4 separate regions of the Rattus norvegicus genome follow, and regions 1, 3 and 4 are each linked to region 2. A link is a contact called in public Hi-C and HiChIP or PLAC-seq data. All regions are on one chromosome and are shown on one strand. Each heading gives the region's core, a stretch centred on a gene start, on an enhancer-like site or on the middle of the called end of the contact. The rest is flanking DNA. Distances are from core to core; before and after follow the strand shown. Region 1 holds the start of Dnajc22 (DnaJ heat shock protein family (Hsp40) member C22). Region 2 holds the start of Mcrs1 (microspherule protein 1). Region 3 holds the start of Tuba1c (tubulin, alpha 1C). Region 4 holds the start of Troap (trophinin associated protein).

Region 1 (2,976 bases), core at 203-2,702, 130 kb after region 2:
CTCAGGGTCCTCCATGAGAATCACCACAGTCCTTGGACCTGAGAGGTGGAGCAAGGAGAAAGACTCAGCAGTAATAAAAGTCAAGTTAGTCCTACCTCAGGGTCTCTCAGGTACTAAATGTCTCCTATCTTTGGTTAGTACCCCAGTCCCATTATTTACAGTCACAATGATATGGAAATATTTAGGGGAGAAAAATGCTTCAATTACTTTTTTCATTTACTTATATTAATTAATATTTGAGGCACAGTCTCTTTTTTATTTAAAGATTTATTTATGGGGCTGGGGATTTAGCTCAGTGGTAGAGCGCTTACCTAGGAAGCGCAAGGCCCTGGGTTCGGTCCCCAGCTCCGAAAAAAAGAACCAAAAAAAAAAAAAAAGATTTATTTATTTATTATATATGATTACATTATAGCTGTCTTCAGACACAACAGACGAGGGCATCAGATCTCATTACAGATGGTTGTGAGCCACCATGTGGTTGCTGGGAATTGAACTCAGGACCTCTGGAAAAGCGGTCAGTGCTCTTAACCACTGAGCCATCTCTCCAGCCCCCATGCAGTCTTATTATATGCCCCAAACTGGTCTTATGTGGCCATCACTGAGGATGACCTGATCTTCCTGCCCCCACCTTCCCAAGTGCTAGGGTTATAGGCATGTGCCACCATATCCAGGGAAGAGAATGTTTTAAGTGACTTCAGTTGGGACACCAAGAACTAGGTGCCTGAACAACAATAAATCAGAAGCTTGGAACTAAAAGGGTGACCCACGGGTCACTTACTGCTCTTCCAGAGGACCGGGATTCAATTCCCAGCACTCAAATAGCAGCTCATAGGTGCCCTCTTCTGGTCTCCCAGGGCATTAGGTGTGCATTCAGTACACACACAAAGATTCAAGGAAAACACCCAAGCACATAAAGTAAAATTTAAAAAGAATAAGAAGGAGAAAAAAAAGAAGCTAACATTTCTATCCTCCCCTCGGACTCTGGAATAGAAATGACTTACCAGGGAAGGCTTTGAAAGCCAGTGTCTTATCCAAGTTCATCCCTTTAACACCGAGTGTGTGTGTGTGTGTGTGTGTGTGTGTGTGTGTGTGCGCGCGCGCGCGCGCGCGCGCGCGCTCTATTACCTGGTCAAAGGTTTTAGCCTTTCTCCAGCTTTCCCACCTCCCCAGACCATGTTCTTCTCCCACAAGTCAAATTTGAAAGGGATCCTGAACTCCTTCCACTTAAACATTCTAGAAAACATTTTGATCTAGACCTTAGCACCCCACAGTCCGGCCAACCTACCCCTATCAACAAGATTGAAGCGCCTCTACAAAGAGGCTACAAAAATCCTCAGAATATCAAATCGATCTGCCAATATGTCTTACCTACTTCAAGCGAACTCACCCTCAGGCAGTGCCAGTAGAGCCGCAGTACCTGACTGCTCAGGCTGCCAAGCCGCTTCAGACCAGTCATTTCCTTTGACCACAGATTCAAAATGGCCCCTCTGTTACTGATCCCACTTCCACATAAGTGGACTTTGTCCCTCAGTGCTGACTGTGCGTCTGAAGTCAGGCCACCTCCTCCAGGCCCCGCCCCGAAAGCCCTGGTCAGCCCCTTCGGAGCCACCTTCCGGTCCTGCACTTCTCTGCTCGCCAACTCCCCTGAACTCTTCGGGAAGCTTTCCCCAGGCTCGCCCAGTTTGTTACTGTAGGACCTGGAACCGCGCCCCACTCCCGGCGGAGCGCACCTCTTGCAGCACGTCACTACAACCGCCAGGTGGCGCTGCCGCTTACGGAAGGGAGAGTCCTAAAAAGTCCCACATCTCCTTTTTGTAACATTGGGACATGGGTCAAAGCTGCCCGGACTGTGCGGCTACCTGGCGGGAGAAAAAAGGCGACCTTATCAACAAAATTAAAAATCTCAATTTCGTCTTCTCTCCGCTACAAATGGGAGGTGATCCCTGTCTCACTTCAGGCTGCAGGCTTCTCTCTCCATACTCCAAGACGGCCATTTATAGGATCCCTTCTAATTTCTTAAGGGAGAGACATCCACCCATAAGCAAAGGGAGAGCCCATCAAGGACCCCAGTTTTGCCTCACTATTTTGCTTCTAGGCCTTCCAGTCAGGGGACTCCGCATCCAGATCCGAGAGTCTGAGCCTGCATAGCCCAGAATCCAGAAAGCCCGAAGCTGTTCTAATCCTGGGGACACCAGCCAGGGATACAGTATGGGGGAGGCATACCATCAGAAGAGTAAGGCCAAACCTAGGACTCAGGGGGAGACGAACCTGCCTTCTCGCTTGGGAGCTGGCATACAAGATGCCTTCAACATTCCAGGCTCCAATCCCGGTGCAGCTCCATGACCTTGGCCAAGTCACACCCTTTCCTGGGCTTCAGTTTCTTTTTAAAGAAGCTTGGCTCCACGAGATTTCCCAGGCTTGGCTAGAGGTAGGGATGAATCCGGTGGCCTCACTTAGGGTCACCTGTCAACAGTAGGCAGAATGTTTTAGCTTCATCCAATGTCTAACCCTAGCTGGGGTGGGAATGCGGCTCGGGATATAGCCTCTTTAGGGCTAAGGAGGGGCGACAAAACGACAACCCAGCCACGGCTGGGGACGGGGGCGGACAGGGGCGCTGAATAATGAATGAGACTTAATTGGGCCCGCTCTGCGCGGCGGCGCGCTAAGCTTGGCAAACAGCGCGAGCAGCCGCCGCCGCCGCCGCTGGACAAACAAACTGGATAGGGTGCCTGGAGGCCAGTGGGAAACGCCGGGAGGGGGAAGGGACCCCGGGGAGCCAGGCCTCGGGCCCTCAGGAGGGACCCAGAAGTGGCCAGAAACCCGGGAGGGATGAAGGCTCCGGGCCCAGCCTGGGAAGGAAGGACTAGGGAGGGAGCGAAGCAGATTTTGCCATAGAACCTTGAGACCCAAGGGCAATGTAAGCGCGTGGAAAAGATGGAGAAAAGAGTGGAGGATGGAGAAAAGAGTGAGAAATGA
Region 2 (2,747 bases), core at 82-2,581:
AAAGACAACTAAAGGCGACTTGGGAAGGAAAGGGTCTATTTCATCTCACAACTTTCAAGTCACACTCTATTACCAAGGAAAGTTGGGCAGGAACCTCAAGCCGGGCACTGGATTCAGAAGCCAAGAAGGACAAACTCCACCCAGCTTCCTTACCCTGCCTTCATTTACAAAAGAGAACCACCTGCCCGTAGGTAGTACCGCCCACAGTAGGCTTAGCCCTCCCACATCTATCCAATCAAGAAAATGCACCGCAAGACTTGCCTTACCGACCAATCTGGTGGAGGCATTTTCTCAACTGAGCTCCAGGATCCTAGCTAGTGCCAGTCTGACAAAAATCTACCAATCACACTGTATACCAGAAAACGTTGTTTTGGGAGAGATAAAGCAAATACATACTCGTTAAATAAGTCCGTAACAGTATATTAAGCGAAGACTTGAAACTGAGGGTTAATCATAAAACTGTCAGGGTCAGGATGAGCAAATTGTCCACTGGACACTTAAGTTCAGGATGTCAGTCACGCTAGACAAACGCTCTTCCAGGGAGCTACTCCTGACAGAGCTGCTACACTTTTGTGCCCCTCAGAGAAGGCATGAAACAAACAACTCTTAGAGTTCGGTCTCCCCAGCTTTCCCAGGCCTCTCACAGACCCTAAGCCCGGATGTTTCTGCTCTCTGGGAACTAGTTCTTTCTTTCACAATAGTTCCCTCAGGGAACACCGTCCTCTGAAAAGGATTCGGTTGGTTTCCTGGCCACCTATGACTGCCCCCAGCAGTCTAGATGGAGCCCATCTGACGTAATCGACTGGCGCCGCTCCTCGGAGTGTTTCCTTAGGAACGCGGCCACCATCCTGCATCTCCTCCTTAGACATGAATCTTCGGGATCATACTGGCGACACATCCCCCCCCCCCCAGTTAGACCAAGCTCTCTTCCAGTCGTGTGCTTAGCAAACGGTCTTACAGAATACCGTATCTAAAAACTGGCAGATAAAACAATACAAAATTTGGTCCTGGGAGACCAACCAAGCTTAGTCCTAATTAAACTCCAGCTCCTAGGCGGTCCCGCCTCTCCCAGCGTCGCCTGGGTTGTGTCACACAAGCCCCTCCCTCCCGCTGCTTTTTCCAACCGGGAAACCTCCGCGGTTCCCATAATTAACTACTGCCTAGTGCCTCCCTATGCGCTTTTGCCAACCGGGCAAAGTTTCATTTCCGGCTCCCCGCAAAATGGTTTCCACTAGGGCGCGCAGCCACGCCTCTTTCACTTACGCGTCCAGGACGAACCGGAATAGATCGTCCAACCCTTCGTTCGCAACCCGGAAGTAGATGCGTCTCACGGAAGCCGGCTTTGGCCCTGCGGCTCCTGCCGTCGCCGCGGAGAAATTGTTGAAGCTGGCAGCCTAGGAATGGTGAGATCCCGCGGTTCGTCTCCTAGTGTTCTGAGTAGACTTGGGGGTGAAGTGGAGTTTCCCAATGTGCCGCGGGGCACAACCCCCAACAAGATTTGGGGCTCCGCCCCGGTATCGCCCCGAAAAATCTGCGCATGCGTAAATCCGATCGGCTAGAACCTGGCCTGCGGTGTTACGCATGCGCAAAGGTGGCATGCTTGAGGTGGGGTGAGATTTGTCTTGGAGTTGGTCCTGGTTCGCTCCCACCAGCCTGTGGCGGGGCTCAAAGCCAGATCGCGACATCGGTGCAGTAGTATAAGTTGAAGAGCTGACTAAATTGCCACTCCTCCCCAGAGTCCCTGAAACAGACCTAAACTGTTCCTCACCTTGTGTGTGCTCTGGCGGGAGGAGGGATGGGAAGGAGGGCAAACACTTTGCCTTAGTTGCTCATGGGACTGGGCACCTTCACCCTCTTCTGTGGTACCCACGTTTCCCAGCCGCAACCTACGGAGCTGGGCGTGGAGCGTCCTTGCGGGCAGAGCCAGAACTTTGCTCTAAGAGACACCCGGGTCGAGAGGGGCGGCGCCTGCTCACAGCCCTTCTGGAAATCCAGTACCTGGGTTTTCCGTGGGTTCTAGAAGCGTGACTGCCAAGGCTGTGGATATTCACACAGTTCCCAAACGACTTTTTTTTTTTTGGTTCTTTTTTTCGGAGCTGGGGACTGAACCCAGGGCAAACCACTTTTTAATCTCCTGAAGGAACCACCCACTTAAGTAAAAGCTGCAAATGGAAGGAAAGCAAAGTGGTTAGCGATACACTGGAATTCTGTCTACCTTGTGGCCTGGGAGACAGATTGGTGTCACTGATTTGAGTATGCAGCTGAAGGAAAGAAATGAGCCAAGAATCCCTTGACCCTTTCTAGTTAACGTTCCAAATGCTTAATTTAGAATTTACTGGTAAAATCAAGAGAGGTCTCTGAGCCTGGTACGTCTTTTTCCACATCTTTTATCACACTTTTTGGTTTTGTTGTTTGGAGCAGGAACTCAATAAATAGCCTGGCTTGCTGTGTAAACCAGGCTGGCCTTAAAGTCAACAGAGATCCGCCTGCCTCTGCCTCCACACACTGGGATTAAAGGTGGGCCCCATCCAACCATGCAATAGCTACTGATTGTTAGGGGCAATTGAGAATAGAGCTTTTGCCTCTCCCCACTCCCTCTGTCCTTCCTACCTTAGACAGGGTGCATGAGCACCAGTAAGGAATTGGTAAGTAGGTTTGGCCTGTTGGAAGCCTGAGCCTGAGGGAGCCTTATTTCTCCTTTGCAGACTCTCTTCTCAGCATCCCAGCTCACTTGGTCAGAACCCTTG
Region 3 (2,907 bases), core at 378-2,877, 200 kb after region 2:
TCCTAGTGTAGGAGGTAGGAGATCAGCAGTTCAAGGTCATCCACAACTCAGATCCTTAGAGGCAGCTTGGGCTACGTGAGGACTGTATACCCCACCTCCCCAAAGCTTCCATAGATCTTAAATGATTGCTCCTTATTTTCACTATCCCTGGGCTGCTCTGGAACAGCTGAACCCTCTGGTGTGGGGAGACGACCTTGACTGTTTCATAAGAAACAAGTGGGAAGGAGCTGCTAAGTCAAAAGGTGATCAATGGAGTTAGCTTGGATTGTGAAACTACGCCCTATGCCGGGATGGGGTTTTCTTTTACATTTCTATTGGCAGCTGACCATGTGTCTGATTTTGTTTCCTTCTCTTCTGATGAAAACCCAGTAGCTTCTACGCTAAGTACATGGTCTTCCAAATAATTAAACTTATTTAGCAAGGAGGGGCCTTTTACCAAAATTAGTCACTCTGTAGCCCACACTAGCCTGGGACTCACCGGGGAGCCTGAGAAGCCCCAAACTCATGAACAATCCCCCTGTCTCAGCCTCCAAAGATTAGAGAACTAGCTGCTCCCTCCAAGCTGTGCTGAGTCTCACTATGTACCCCTGGCTTACCTGAACTCAGAGGATTCGCCTGCCTCTGCCTCCAGAGCCCAGCCACTGTCCCGAGAAAACTGAACTAATGCATTGTTAGCCAGGGTGAGTAATCCTAGGCCTTGGTGGTGGAGACAGAAGGATCCTAATTTTAATGAAAGGTCATGCTTGGCCACATAGTGATTTCAAGGCCGGCATGAGCTTCATAAGACACTCAAAAACCAAAATTAGGCTTGCGTTTAACCCCAGCTCGGGAGGCAGAGGCAGGCGGATCTCCGAGCTGGAGGCCATCCTAGTCTACACAGTGAGTTCCATGACAGCCAGGGCTACACAGAGAAACCCTTTATGGGGGGGGGGGGGGGGGACGGAATGCTGTTGGTAGTTTAACTTTATAGAAAAAAATCTTTATAGACATTTTTCATGCCACTGAACTAACACACTAGAAACTAGACTGGCCTAGGGGATCTGACGTCCATTATTCCCCTCCTACGGAGGAGCTCGCCTTCCCAGGTACACAGCTGGAAGGTCCCGGGACTGGCCACAGGTGACTCAGCAGCGAGTCACAGGGCGTGGAGACGGTGCCCGGAAGTATTTGCTCAGCCCTGTCCGCAGCGCACGAGGTCCTCTGGTTATCCCAGCTGAGAGAGCGACAGCATTTGAGAAAATGAAGAGCTTTTAGTTTCTGCAAACTCTTGCGGTCATTGTGAAAGTTCTCTGTCTTTCCGAGAGCGACTGGCGGCCTAGACGGGATGCTCTCCCAGTACGATCGAGACAGAGGTACCGGGACGAGTCTTCTAGCCTAAAGCGACACTAGTTTGATGGACTTGGGCTCTCAAACCCTGGTCGCCAGAAGCCAGTTTAACTGGAGGCGGCCGTCGGGGGCTAGGGCAGGTACGGTCTCCCGGGCAGTCCTCAGCTCCCGCGGTCCCTTCAGACGACCTCGCCGCTGCCCCAAAGCCACACTTACCATATTTAGTCCTTGAAGTGGTCCGCGAAAACTGAGGAAGTGAAGAGGGGGGTGACGAAGGTCTCCCACTAGCAGACTACCAAGGAGTCCGGGGGAGAAGCTGTGTGAGGTCCGCCTCCCGGAGAGTGCTTATATACCCTGGCCGGGCCACGCGTCGGGAGGACGGACACCGGACCCCGCCCCGGGCCGCACGGAGGCCGATGATTGGCGAGTTCGAAAGTTCAAATCAAACTCCGTAGAAGGAGCTGGAAGTGGGAAGGGGAGGAGACACCCAGGATCCACGCCAGGGCCAGGTGGGGCGGGGAAGGAGGTGGAGAAGGCGATTGGAAGTTGGAGGACAGCGAGATCTTTGTGGAGCTCTGACCGGAAGAAAGTCCCAGGTAGAGGGGGGCGGCCTGGATCGGCCCCCGGGGACTCACAGCTGGTCGCCACGGCACTTGTGGCTCGGTCGCCCCACCCAGGTCTTGGAGCCGGGAAGAGTGAGCCTGAGAGGTGACCGGGTGACCTGCGGCTGCCGGCTGGGTGGTGACTGCGACCGCTTCAGGGGGCTAGGATGGAAACGCCCAGTTAACTTGACGGCACAGTGGGAAGGGTGGAGCTGAAGTTAGCCGAGGCCAAAGCCGGTTACAGCATCATCAGGCTGCAGCTCCTGAAGGCAATCTTTCCTAACCTAGGTCTCAATACCCGCCAGCGGGTCCTAAGCACTTTTTACTCCTACCCTCTAGAAGGCTAGCCCTTCCCTCCTTCCTCTCTTCTCCCACCCCAAGTCCTGAGGATATCAATCTACCCGCGTATCCCCAGCGCCCTTTTATTTTTGAAGGCAGAGTCTGCCTCAGCTCCCCTTTAAGTGAACATTCGGGTTTTAAGAGCCTTACCCTGGTAGATACGATCCATTATGAAAGGAACTTGTAACTTCATTCCCCCCCCACCTCAAAGATGGGTTCCCGTTGCAGTGCTCAAACTGGCCTCAAACGATCCACACTAATCCCTTTCTCTGATTCTGTGGGATGCAGAATTGAATGTCCACACTGTGGTACCACATTCTATCTGGTCCAAGAGCCCGGTGGTTGTTGTCCCCATCTTAAAAATCATGAGGAGATGAGAGTTCAGGGAAACAAATTAGGTAAGCGTCTCCATTGTGGGAGAAGTTGGACTTCTGCAGCACTGACCTACGCTAAACAGACTTGTCTGAACAACTCCGCAAAGCAGATTTCTCAGAAGTGCCATCCAGCCCTGCTAAGGAGATAGATGGCTCCCTGAGAACGTGTAAGGAGCTGTAGTGGCGCTTGCCTGTAGTCCTCATGCTGAGGAGAGAGACAGGAAGAGTCTGGAGCTCACGGGCCAGCTGCTCTTACAGTATCAGAG
Region 4 (2,725 bases), core at 181-2,680, 160 kb after region 2:
CCTCTTCTTAGGGGCTAGAGGGATGGCTTATTGGTTAAGAGCCATTGTTCTTCTGAGAGACCTGGGTTATATTTCCGGCACCCACAGCCAATTATAGCTCACAGCCGGCTATAACTTTAGCTCCAGGGATTCTGATGTCCTCTTCTGAACTCCATGGGCACTGCATGGACTCACACAGAATAAAAATAAATCTTTAAATATAAAACTATTATTGAAAGGAAGAAGTTAAAGCTGAAGTTTGGGCAGATTATAAAGACTCAGTTTAGCTGAGCGATTGATGGTGACTGTCCTGATTGGGGTTGCTGAAAAGGCCCAGAAGATGTGACTGATGGTTGATTTTTTTTTTTTTTCTTTTGAGACAGGATATCACTGTGTAGGCCTGGAACTCACTATATAGACAAGGCCTCCGATTCACAGAGACCACCTGCCTCTGCCCCCTAAAGTGCTGGGATTAGAGGCATGAGTCACCATGCCAGGCAAAAGGTGGCACTTAGCTGTAATGGCTTCATAGAGCACAGAGCTTCCGGGACAAGGCCCAGGACTCTTACAGTATGCAAGAGACCAGAAGGCATACAAAACCCCCACTTTGTGTCTCTCATCCTTGCTCCGCCAAGTAGGCTGTCCCCCGGCCTCCAACAGGTACCTGTCTGGGGATGGGTGAGCCCCACATTTGATCCCCCAGAGCTAGGCTTGAGTTCCTCCAAAGGGTTCCGCGGCTGAGTGATCCTCAGTCTTTGTGATTTTTCTGTCTGGTGCAGGGCTTTCGATCTGAGGCCTGCCGTGTCAGTGAGGGGACGTTGAGTACGGTGCAGTGGTTTCTTCGCTGATCTCTGAGGGGAGAGGGAAAAAGTTGGGGTTCAGCGCGGAGGTGGGGGTTCAGTGCAGACGGGAGCTGCCTCCTTGTGGTTACTCTTTTCACCCATCATGCCCCTCTTACCCTTGGATCTTGGTTCTCCTGGTCCAGAGAGCCCGACTTGGCTGAGGAAAAATCCGAGCATCTTTGAGAGAGTACTGGAATTTTGCTAGGGTTGGGAGATACACCTCGGAGGTGCGGGTCCTTACTGGTTTGGAGGGTAGTCATGGCGGCTATAATTGAGACGAGAGAAAAAGGCAGACAGGACTGAGGAACGAAGCAAATCATTCTCAGGCTATGGGTGCTGATATCCCTGATTTTTCTCCCTTGGTCCTAATCCATGTGCCTAGAAGCCCACACCGGCAGCAAGGCCTCTCTCCTGGCGACTCCTCCAGAAACCCAAGACTGCTATCTCGCCCCAAACTGCTCTCCTCCCCAGGAACCTCGGCAGGACTCCCCTAAGATCCCCGTGCCGCACCATTCCAGGAGCTCCTCGGGGTCACCTCTACTTTCTCAGGTTTTTTTCGCCGATTTTCTGGATTTCTACTGCTGCTGCTGCTGCTGCTGCTGCTGCTGCTGAGGCTTCCCCGGTTTGTAAAATACGCCAAGCTTGTGATTGGCTAGTTCCCGCTGACGCGAAGGCGCGTGACGTCACACGCAGCCAACCAATCCGCAGGCTTCGAGGGCGGGGCCAGAGAGGGACAAGTCGCCGAAACGTTTTCTGGATGGGAAAACAACTGACCAGCTCTTCAGCCAATCCGAAAACGGAGCGCGAGTGGCCGGATTGGGGGACAGCCAGGGAGGATGCTGTTCTGAAGCCCGGGAAGGCGACTCTGGGCTGCAACGGGCATTACAGTACTCTCGCGAGATCAGGAGCCAGCCGAGCGAGGTCTGTCCTCTCTTGAAGGCCGCGGAATTGTGGGAAAGAATGGCCATCGAGCACACTATTGACCAGACTCTGAACGCAGTGCAAGGCCGGGTTTTGGGAAACACTTCAGGAAGCATGGGCACTTCTTAAGGGGGATGAGGAACCTGATGGGCGAGAGGGCTGGAGGTAACCGAACTGAACCCATCAAGAACGAGGAGCCAAGAAATCATTTGTCCACTCGGACCCCACAACCTGGTGGGGTGTGGTCAGACCCAGGGTGGCTGGAGTTTTGTTATTCAGAATTGAAGGGGCTCCTCGAGTGTGGGGAGATCTCTGCATCTTCAGGTTGCCTTCCACTTGTCTGGAGGGCTCACCCGCTACTCATTGGCAGATGATGGATATGAGAATAGACAAATGTCTCATTCCACCCGCGCACACACAAAAGCTCTTTCTATCCCAGACTGGCCTCAAACTCGCAGCTTCCTGCTTCAGCTTCCATTGTGCAAGGATTGCACACCCGCTGCATAGACATCCGTTTGGAGTTTAAAGGACACTGATAAGCAAGCCAGGAACAAGTGCTTCCGGATCTCCCCTTCCATACACCATCTCTTTTCACACCTACGGACTTCATATCTTAGAGCATCTACTCAGCTGTTTAGCCAGACAAAGCGTAGCACGCAAAGACAGCCAGCTTGGTCTAGAAAGCCATTGTCTTCCAAATAGTCTCCTTGCCCAACCCCTCCAGTCTTTTTATTTTAAATACATATGATTTTAGTTGAAAAATATTTAAAATTATATATATAATATATAATATTATATATTTTTTTTAATGTAGGGATGCTCTATTTGCATGTACAGCTACATGCCAGAAGAGGGCACCAGATCCCATTGCAGATGGTCTTGAGCCACCATGTGGTTGCTGGGAATTGAACTCAGGACCTCTAGAAGAGCAGCCAGTGTTCGTAACCTCTGAACCTCTGAACCGTCTCACCAGAAATAATTTT

The links. Hi-C and Micro-C count contacts between places; a contact is called where the count stands out from the background. HiChIP or PLAC-seq counts read pairs in DNA pulled down with a chosen protein or histone mark.
Region 1: a Hi-C map of liver shows a contact between it and region 2, with 1.9 times the contacts expected there. The contact joins the promoter of Dnajc22 here to the promoter of Mcrs1 in region 2. A contact is called at or near these places in 7 of 12 Hi-C or Micro-C datasets (the A7r5 cell line, Schwann cells, frontal cortex and 4 more).
Region 3: a contact with region 2 is called in a Hi-C map of liver, with 2.1 times the contacts expected there. The contact joins the promoter of Tuba1c here to the promoter of Mcrs1 in region 2. A contact is called at or near these places in 2 of 12 Hi-C or Micro-C datasets (hepatocytes and liver).
Region 4: a contact with region 2 is called in an H3K27ac HiChIP or PLAC-seq map of oligodendrocytes, with 4 times the contacts expected there. The contact joins the promoter of Troap here to the promoter of Mcrs1 in region 2. A contact is called at or near these places in 6 of 12 Hi-C or Micro-C datasets (the A7r5 cell line, Schwann cells, frontal cortex and 3 more) and 1 of 1 datasets of contacts at active chromatin or transcription factors (oligodendrocytes).

What each region holds. Positions count from the first base shown.
Region 1 is chr7:132,135,284-132,138,259 of GRCr8, reverse strand. Dnajc22 (DnaJ heat shock protein family (Hsp40) member C22) reads right to left here and starts at 1,452. Exons shown (of 3, transcript NM_001014204.1): 1 at 1,388-1,452; 2 at 1-38.
Region 2 is chr7:132,270,117-132,272,863 of GRCr8, reverse strand. Mcrs1 (microspherule protein 1) reads left to right here and starts at 1,331. Exons shown (of 15, transcript NM_001013106.1): 1 at 1,331-1,403; 2 at 2,706-2,747. It also overlaps a transcript of Prpf40b not described here.
Region 3 is chr7:132,069,704-132,072,610 of GRCr8, reverse strand. Tuba1c (tubulin, alpha 1C) reads right to left here and starts at 1,627. Exons shown (of 4, transcript NM_001011995.1): 1 at 1,543-1,627. The coding sequence starts at 1,545.
Region 4 is chr7:132,112,193-132,114,917 of GRCr8, reverse strand. Troap (trophinin associated protein) reads right to left here and starts at 1,430. Exons shown (of 14, transcript NM_001271243.1): 1 at 1,332-1,430; 2 at 938-1,086; 3 at 644-830. The coding sequence starts at 1,081.